Linked DNA regions of Mus musculus: all the other regions are linked to region 1. A link is a contact called in public Hi-C data. All regions are on one chromosome and are shown on one strand. The core of a region is the stretch at or near the end of the contact, and the rest is flanking DNA. Distances in the headings are between cores, read along the strand shown.

Evidence for each region. Hi-C and Micro-C count contacts between places; a contact is called where the count stands out from the background.
Region 2: a Hi-C map of muscle stem cells shows a contact between it and region 1, with 2.8 times the contacts expected there. The contact joins two enhancer-like sites. A contact is called at or near these places in 1 of 39 promoter capture datasets (cranial neural crest), 4 of 484 Hi-C or Micro-C datasets (adipose-derived mesenchymal stem cells, cerebral cortex, cortical neurons and 1 more) and 2 of 115 datasets of contacts at active chromatin or transcription factors (bone marrow-derived macrophages and embryonic forebrain).
Region 3: a contact with region 1 is called in a Hi-C map of pancreatic cancer cells. The contact joins two enhancer-like sites. A contact is called at or near these places in 2 of 39 promoter capture datasets (cranial neural crest and maxillary cranial neural crest), 1 of 484 Hi-C or Micro-C datasets (pancreatic cancer cells), 1 of 115 datasets of contacts at active chromatin or transcription factors (the NIH/3T3 cell line) and 1 of 9 other capture datasets (adipose tissue).

The regions. Positions count from the first base shown.
Region 1 is chr11:86,049,480-86,052,547 of GRCm38.p6, forward strand. No RefSeq gene overlaps it. Among named protein-coding and RNA genes, the nearest start is that of Gm20759, 27 kb to the left of the region's middle. Within about 2 kb of position 1,517, at least 88 of the 459 cell types and tissues checked have an H3K27ac peak or open chromatin away from gene starts, as enhancers often do. A contact at or near this core is called in muscle stem cells, where this site is marked.
Region 2 is chr11:85,522,658-85,525,830 of GRCm38.p6, forward strand. All of the region lies in intron 15 of Bcas3 (breast carcinoma amplified sequence 3), which reads left to right. Among named protein-coding and RNA genes, the nearest start is that of Bcas3, 170 kb to the left of the region's middle. Within about 2 kb of position 1,709, at least 82 of the 459 cell types and tissues checked have an H3K27ac peak or open chromatin away from gene starts, as enhancers often do. A contact at or near this core is called in muscle stem cells, where this site is marked.
Region 3 is chr11:85,490,963-85,493,898 of GRCm38.p6, forward strand. The region is part of intron 13 of Bcas3 (breast carcinoma amplified sequence 3); the gene reads left to right. Among named protein-coding and RNA genes, the nearest start is that of Bcas3, 140 kb to the left of the region's middle. Within about 2 kb of position 1,504, at least 69 of the 459 cell types and tissues checked have an H3K27ac peak or open chromatin away from gene starts, as enhancers often do.

The sequences.
Region 1 (3,068 bases), core at 267-2,766:
GTATATTGTACCAATAAGAGAATTAGGCCATGCTAGCCCACAGCATAGAGATACGTTTATACCTTGCTATTGTATAAAATAGCTATATATAAACAGTTACATACGCGATTTTGAACGCAAACATATATAAACTCACCCTTGAGTCAGTAGTGTCTAAGGCCAGTTATTTCAGCCCCAATGAAAAGATACAGGATACATAAATATGAGCTGGTTTATGCAATTTCTACACTGTAAGTGGCTGGCTATTCCAGGTGCCATTTAAAGATAAACCTGTCTCCATGCCTACAAAATATTTTAAAACTTTTCATACTAGATTCAACATCTCAGTTCCATTTGGGAGTGTCTGATAAAAAGTGGAATTGGATGTGAAGACTGTGAAACACCTTTTGAAAAGCAGCAGCTTGATCTATTTTGGTGAAAAGCTGTAAGAGTCTGGAGTTTAACATGGTACAAAAGATTATAGATGGGTTCTTAAAAATGCCTGATGTATAAATTTTATCCCCACAGTTGCTCTATGAATTATTTTTTAAAGATTTATTTATTTATGTATGTGAGTATACTGTAGCTGTGCAGATGTTGTGAGCCTTCATTGTGGTTGTTGGAAATTGAATTTTTTTAGGACCTCTGCTTGCTCCAGTCGGCCCCACTCACTCAGTCCCTGCTTGCTCAAGCCCAAAGATGTATTTATTATTATACATAAGTACACTGTAGCTCCTACCTTAGCCTCAAGAGAGCTAGGATTACAGGCATGCCCTGCTAAAGTGTTATCTTAAAAAAAAAAAGATATTATTTGTGTGTAGTTGTGTACACGTGTGTAGGGGTATATGTATGTGAAAGCAGGTACCCAAAAGAGTCCAGAAGGTTTAATATTAAATTATCATCATCATTATCATCATCATGACAGGGTCTTAACTATGTAGCTTTGCAGCCCTGGTATTCACTATGCAGAGCAGGTTGGCCTTGAACTCACAGAGCTCTTCCTGCCTCTGCATGTACCACTAAGCTTGGCTTCCCTAGAGTATACTTATAGGATGTTGTGAACCACCTACCTCAAGTGCTGGAAACCAAATTAGGTTCCCTAAAAGGGCTCAGAGTGCTTTTAACCTGAGTCATCTCTCTAGCCTCAATTACAAGTTTTTATGGAGGACGTGAGAGCTGCAGATGCCAGATGACTCAGTGATCCAGCCTTCCAGAGTAATCAGTGGAGTGTAGAACATTAGTGCTCTTGGCCTGGAAGAGACAGCAGGCCAAAAGGAAACCTCTCTCACTTATCTTGGCTTCCCATCGCCTCCGCTTTATCTAGGATGGAACTGTTATGCTGGAAGTCACCATGCATTGATTACAAAGAGAAGTGGAGACCCATAACCGAGAAGACACTAACAAGGCCACTCAGAGAAGAAGTAACAACACGGCCCTTCACTTCAACCTCAAGGGTACTCAGCTGAACATGGACTGGATTGTGTACAACCATGAGACTGAGCAAAGTTGGAGTTCTCAGAAGAACGTCTTACAATCTCCCATATTGCAATAAGCCCGAAATTCCTTACAACCACATATTCATTTTTTGATAAATGAGTACATTACCACAAGAAAGAATTCCCAACTCCAGAAAAAATATTGAAATTGGGCAAAGCTGCAAAGTACGAGAGGGAAAAATGATTAGAACCATATGATCTGACCATATGTTCCTGCAGGCATTTGTAAGCAAAGTAAACATTGAAATTTGTCCTGAATGGGTCACTTTTGAGAGGAAAGGCAGCAGGGAAAACTTCATGTTTTAGCTGAGTCTTTCATATAAAGTGTCAATTGGTGGATATTATCATAGAACTTGCTATGTTTGTTTTAAACAGGCAAAGAGAGTTTAAGTGGATCTACTGAGTTTTGAAAACAGGGACATAATAGCTGCCAGAAATGCATGGAATGTAGCCGTGTATTTCAGGGTACGCTCGAGGTCTGGGGTAAATACATACTAGTCACTGCTAGCCAACATTAGAGACAGATATTAGCAGGATAGAAAGGAACATGATGAACCTTCTGGGAATCAGTTGGGAAAGCACAACAGGTGGTAAGCAATGTGGTAAGTCCACACAAAGGGGATGAGGTCATTTGTATACAGGCACCGCTATTGTCTTTTCAGAACAGCTGCTAAAGCCCCCTCCCTTTTATCCCGTGAGCTGTCCCCATGAGTTACTGCCCATCCTCCTCACAGGCTGAGCCTGCTAACACAGGAGTGGATTCCCAAACCTTTGCCGCAGTTCTCTTTGCAGTGGTGATCAGAAACAGATGGATCAATGCCTTGTCTGTGCCAGCATGGTGTGGATATTTGCACAGTTCTTTGTTTTGGAATAAACTGAACTTGAGGTTCTGGCTTGGTTTTTAATTCGAAATTTTTAGGATGGTGAGAATTTTCTTTAAGAGATGTGATTTTCCCTCTGTGTACCATGTATATGCTTGGTTCTTGAGGAGGCAGAAGAGGGTGTTGGTTCCCTTGGAACTGAAGTTACAGACAGCTTTGAGCTGCCATGTGGGTGCTGGGAATCGAACCCAGGTCCTCCGGAAGAGCAGCCAGTGCTTGAAACCCAGCTCCAGACCAGTGAAATTATTTAAAAAAAATAATTTCAATATTGCTTTTCAGTTCAGAATTCCCATGAAAATGAAAAAGAAGACTTATTCACTTAAAAATTTCAGAAAACCGTAAGCAATTTAGCAACTAACTTACGTTCAATCTTTAGGAAAGCCCAGCGAGCTGCTGTCATTTGGGAGAGTGTAAGCAGAACTATCATAGAGAACACACATTTTTGTTTCTGCTCCGTACTGACTCACTTAAGCTCTGACAAAGGGATTTTGTTAAATCTAATCTAACTAGCATTTAGGAACACTTTAGATTTTTATCAGCCCAATAGTCTCAGACAAAGCTTTAAGACTATTCCTGAAAATAAGGTTAAATATGATTTAGAGAAGGCATATCACAGAAATAATCATGTTAATTTTCTTTAAAAGTAGTCCTGATTGCACATAGGTTTTTTGTTATGAGACAGGCTGGCCTTAATTCCAGGGTTCAAGTGTTG
Region 2 (3,173 bases), core at 459-2,958, 530 kb before region 1:
TAGATCACTTACTTAAAAGTTTTTTACTAGCCGGGCATGGTGGCGCACACCTTTTATCCCAGCACTCTGGAGGCAGAGGCTGGCGGATCTCTGAGTTCGAGGCCAGCCTGGTCTACAGAGTGAGTTCCAAGACAGCCAGGGCTACACAGAGAAACCCTGTTCTCGTAAAACCGAAATAAATAAGTAAATAAACGTTTTTTATTAATGTTAAAATGTTGTTCAATTTTTTTTTTTAATTCAGTAGAATTTCTCCCATTTTCTCTTTTGTGTTCTTTTCTCCCTCTGTGTACTAGAGCCATGTAGCCATCCCAGCTCCTTGGTACAACCCCCTGGCAGCCTTATTTCTCCCTACTTCTCCTCACCCCTCATTCTAGCCACAAACTGCCCTTTTAGAGTAAATTATACTTACTGTACATACAAGCTTTGTAATAGTGACTTTCTTTTTAAATTTTACTCTTATAAATCAGGCTCCTAAATCCAAAATTCATTTTAGCTTCCAGGAAGTACTTGTATTACACATTAAAATAGCATACAGTACTTTAAGAGTAAGGAACAGGTGAGGATATTCTGAGAATCAGGAGAGAACAGCTAGAGAATTAACTGTTGTGCTATTGACACAAGTATAATGTGTTATGTATAAATATATGTTCAAAACAGTCACATGATGGCAGACCACCAATTCTCTTGGAGGTATACTTTTAATTCTCCTTGACACTGGAGAACACCAGATGGTGAGTTCTGGACCATTCTGTGTGCTGTAGCAGAACATCACTAATAACTGTCTCCACCTGAAAAACATGGATTGTTTTCCTCCTCTGTACCCGTAGTGGTTACTGTGGTACCAGGAAGCTTTCTTAGAAAAAGCAACCAATGCTTTTGCTAGATTTCTGTTGCAATGTTTTGTCATCTGCTGCCTTCCCAAGGAGCAACAATCACAGCAATAAGAACTGCAGTTGGGATCATCCTTGGAGATTCTGCCTCTGTTTAAGTCCGCGCAGTTGTTTGGTAAAGCGTGTCCAGCCTCCATGTCCAGAGCTAATTTTCTTTCCTTCCATCTCCTGCTGAGATCCCAGGCCTGTGCAGCCTGGTCTGCGGGTCAGAAGGCACTGTCTCACACCAGGGCGCTGCTGTTTCCTTTTCCTACTGAGTAGATTGCAGAATATACTGGAACATGCCTGAGAAAAGGTCAGAAAGAAGGCTGAGAGTCCAGGAACTGCAGCTGGGAAGCTTGTCATCCTCATCTGTGAGGGAAAGGAGGCGGGCTAGGGGCCTGAGGGAGGGAGAGCAGAGCTGGAGGGAGGGAGGGAGGGACAGACACTCCCTTTCTGACCAAAAGCAACCCATATACTAGAAATTCCAGTTTGTACTGAGCACTTAAAAAAAATAAATATACATATATATGTTTTAAAGGATTTTATTTGATTTTGATTAAATAATAGTTGAGATTTAGTTGAGAATGCTTTAATGTTAAATTAGACCACAAGCAAGAGCTAAGCATGCTTTCTAGCTTTGCAGAGCTCAGCTATCCAGTGATTGTTTTAGGACAAGCTACCATTGTATTCTTTTTAACAGAGTCAAGAAGTCAACTTTTCAACTCCAGAATTAACTTAAAACTCTTTGGTAAATTTTGCTGCTTTATACCCGCCAAGTCCAGGGCCGGATAGTAAAAGCAGACCGGCAGTTTTGCTTTTGTGTGGGACGGACTGTGCGCATGCGCAGAGGCTCTGAGCGCTTCTTACCCAGCTTTCCTCTGGGACTGGGTAGACAGGAGGACGCTTGTACGCTGTCCTCAGAATAGCGAGAGTGTTGGGAGGAGGATGGAGATGAGGAAATATTGGGAGAAAGGATGTTTCTATAGGGTTGGGAGTGCCAGGAACCCGCGAGTTTGGGTTTGAGGGGTACCCTTGTTATTTTAATTTCCAAATACAATTTCCATTACTTGCAGCCAGGAGCTTGATGGGGTGAGAAGCAGAGCCCCTCAACTGTGGCAGATCCCTTTAGTCTGTGGAGATTGATGAAAACGGACTGGACTGAGGCATCTGGTTTGCTGAGACATGGATGGTGTCTGTCATAAGCCCTTTTAAATAGCCTGCCTGATGCCTGATGTGGGTTAGGGCCCTATGTCTAAGGAGCACAGGAAAACCCAGAAAACTGCAGACCTCCTAACTATGCTGTCCCATGGGCACGCTAATTTGCTCTTGTAAAGGAATCTTAACATCTCTATGCCTGTTTGTCCTCGGATCCCCAGTGACCTCCTAAGAGGCTCACCGGACACCCCATTGTTCGTTGTCTGTGTTCTTTCTCACAGCCCTCTTTCTTAAGGAGTCTTTCTAAGGCTCCCACTCATGACCACGTGTATCTCACGCTTCTGCTAACCTGGCACGGGTTTTCGGCTGTCTCCCACTCTGAGTTCCCCCTTGCAGGAGATTCCAGAGCTGTGACTGCTGCACATCATGCTTGGTGGTTTTCTTTTCCTTACTTCATGGTGTGATTGGGCAGCAAAGAGGATCAGGAGGAGCGATGGCCTCATTCATTTGTTCATTCGTTTCCTCTCACGTGTCCTGAAGAAGTCCATGCACAGAGTATGCTGATAGTAGCTCTAGCGTTCAGCAGAATGTGAAGTGCTCAGCACTTTCGGGGTCTTGCTTCCCTTAGAAATGTCTCGTGCTTGGCAGTTTGCCTCGTTCACATGTTCTCACTTCCCTGCATCCAGAAGCTGGGAATCCAGTCCTGGCAGCTTCTGCACAGAGGCTAAAGATAAAGCAGAAAGGAGCCAAGCTTCCTCCCACATTACCTGGGAGTTGCTGTTGATGGCTTTTCCACAAATGTCCGGGTTTGTCAAAGCCCAGTAAATCTTGGAAAGTTTATTTTCCTTGTAGCATCTGTGTTTTATAATGGGTCTTTTAATTTGTTTTTACTCTGTCTGCAGGGATTTCTTTTGTCCGGAGTTTTCAGACTCTTGGCTTTTTTTCCTTTCCTGTGGAAGTGAGTCCGTTAATGATGACTGGTTTGGGAATATGACGCTCTGCAAACCTGACCTGGGATGCCGCTCCTCCGGAGCAGCCACAAAGCACGCTGGTGCTTCCCCTCTGTCCATTTTCATCCTCAACGTAATCCATTTGCCTGTGAGCTTTGTAGTATAAAATGTTTGAGGAAATGCTGTGTGGTTCCTA
Region 3 (2,936 bases), core at 254-2,753, 560 kb before region 1:
CATTGTAATAAGGCTCAAGAAAATAGGAATATATTCTGATGTATAATAAGAATAACTTAAACATTTGGAAAAATAAGGGACTTATAAACATATACTTAAATATAAGTATATTACAATTTTCTATTTGATAACACAGACCTACTGCAGATTGTAACGTTACAGTAATTATTTTGGGGATTATGACATAGGCTCTGTTGTGCAGCTCAGGCCTGAGGCCTGGCGTTTTGTTGGTGCAGGCATGCCCAGGTCACAGTGTTCAACACTGAAACCGGAGGGAGAGAGCCATAGGCACTTCCATAATCCTAAAAACCTCAGAGTTCAATCTTTTATTCTCTAACTGCTGAGGTTAGGTGGCTGCATGTATGTTAAAGGAAAAAATGAGTCAGAAGTGCAATGTATGTGTGTAATATCGTCCTTCTTTTGAACCTATGTTGGTTACAGATATAGACAACTCTAGGAATGACATCAACTCAATCATCTCTTTTGTTTTCTTAGCGCTGTTTCCTTCAGTGTTTCTCACAGGATGTTTTGTAGTGCATTTTATAAAGATTTACATTCTTGTTTCCTAAATCGGAAGAGTACATTGATGGGGTTGATTATCAGTGTCTTTAAAAAGCCTAAGTGACTGCTGGAGAAATTCATGCTCTAGGGTTAGATGCTTAGGCCGGAAATAGGGAGCGTGCGTTATGTGGCTCTAGCTACAACATGGCAAACAAAAACAAACAAACAACAACAACAAAACCAAAGCTTCCGAGAGGGGGAGAGACAGAGAGACAGACAGATAACTGTGGTGGGAGAAAGCAATTCAGAAGTGGACTCTGTGTACTTGGGGACTTTGAGCTTTGAGACCACTGGTTTTCTATCAATACTGAGATTCTACTTTTTATTTATTTTACAAATTTGACTTTGTGCCACTGAAAGTTTACAAGTATAGGTCAGATATAACACCTTGCAAAAATTAATGATAAAATATAATTGGTAAATCTTGTTTTATGAGTACTACAGTGTGATGTCCCATTAAGACTTGTGTCTGACCCTGTCCTCTGCTTATGACTCTTTTGGAAGAGAGTGTGAATAACTGGTAATTTGTCTTTGAATTCCCGTGTGTGTACATGTTGAAGAACCATTCAATTAGATAGGTGTTATAAATAGGATTTTGGAAAAAAGGGCAAATCATGTTTCCAAGATTTTATAGCCTGTGCTCACTGCTGTTTTGCTAGTCTTTAATTTCACTCTTTGGTCTGACCAGCTTCGCCCATGTGAAAAGACTTAGCTCTGCAGAAGCCACAACAGCCTCAGCTAAGCTCACTCTCTGCAGCCCCCTCAGACGCTAGAGAACACCACGTACTATCAGGGCGTCAGCCCCCACCCGCCAACACTGAAGCTCATCTATCAAACTTGAGGCTTCAAGTGAGCGAGAGGAAGCTTCCAGATAAACACACAGCAGCGCCTAAATAGCTAATCACTCTGGGCTTCCGCTTCCAGGCCCTATAATTAGAAGCCCTTCTTTTCCTTGTATTCCCAGATGACGCAAATGCTTTTTGTGGCTTGGCACCTCGTTTGGGGCGTGGGTTTAGTTTATGGCCAGGCCAGCGTCTGGTTTAGTCTTCTGATGCTGCATAAATAGTTCTCAAGCCGCAGTCTATGCTGTATGACTTTTTCCTTTTATGTATATGTGCTTTAAAACTTGTTTTCCAGAAAAAAAAAAAGAGCTTACTGTTTTCAGTACGTATGTAAAAGAGGAAACTGTATATTAAGAAAAGCACTTGATTCTGTAGACAGGCACTAGCTGTTTCTTCCTTTCCTCTGCCTTTTCAAGTGCTTATGTTCTAAACGTTTTGTGGAGCGTATAGACTCATTACAGACTAGGAAGCCAAATTTGGATGAATGGAAGAGGACAGCATCTGAGGTAGGATTTGTGTGCATATAGAGGTGCAGATGGTAAGGACTATTGCTCTACAAGAGAGGTTGACTTAGAAACAACCAGAAAGACCATATTTAAAATGCTCAGCTGTGATTGCTACTCACATGTAGAACAGTAGTGGCCTGATTCAGTCAGCCCTTCATTTACATGCTCATTCTGAGGAGAATGTTGTGAGTGTACATTTACACACACACACTCACCCTCTCCCTCTCCCTCTCCCTCCCTCCCTCCCTCCGTTCCTCCCTCTCTCCCTCCCTCCCTCCCTTCCTCCCTCTCTCTCTCCCATTACAAAATGTTTCTGTTGTTTGTTAAGTGCCCCAAACTGATTTTTGTGGAAAGGTAGAATCAGAAGATGGCAGCTGAGTTGGCTTATTCAGACTTCTGTGACTGAGCAGAAAGCAGGAGTGGGAACAGCATGCATGCCTTGAGTCTCAGCATGGCTGGGACGGAGCATAGACACACACAGGGTGGCTCTCAGTAAGACAGGCATGTGAGGGCACCTCATGGCCATTCCTAGATATGGTGGGAGAGAACCTAATGTGTCTATTAATTATTACCCATTATTAAATTAATATAATGGTTGCTACTTTTCATTGATTAAAATGTATATAGCCAGAAAAATGGTTAGCCAGGGAAATCTCACCTTTAGATGGACTGTATCCTCCCATGTTAGTGATAGGCCTTACTTCTGTGCCACTTACTCATGCCCTTTATTACTGTGTGTCAACAAAACACTCAACACAATAAAAGAAAAGAACAGACCTTGGAAGTTAGGTGTGTGCAGCATGCACTATGGAACAGTCAATTTAGAATAAAAAGGGATTATTTCTCAGAACAACAGCTTAAAGCTCAATATTAAAAAGAGAATTTTCTTATTTCCCTAGAAGGGCAGATACCATGACCAAGAAGGCCATTTCCATCTGTTGCACTATGGCTCTGCCAACCCTGGGATTTCCTCAAAAACGGGAAACTCAACTGCTAATTTACGGTAGCTGGAAACCGTGTTCTCATT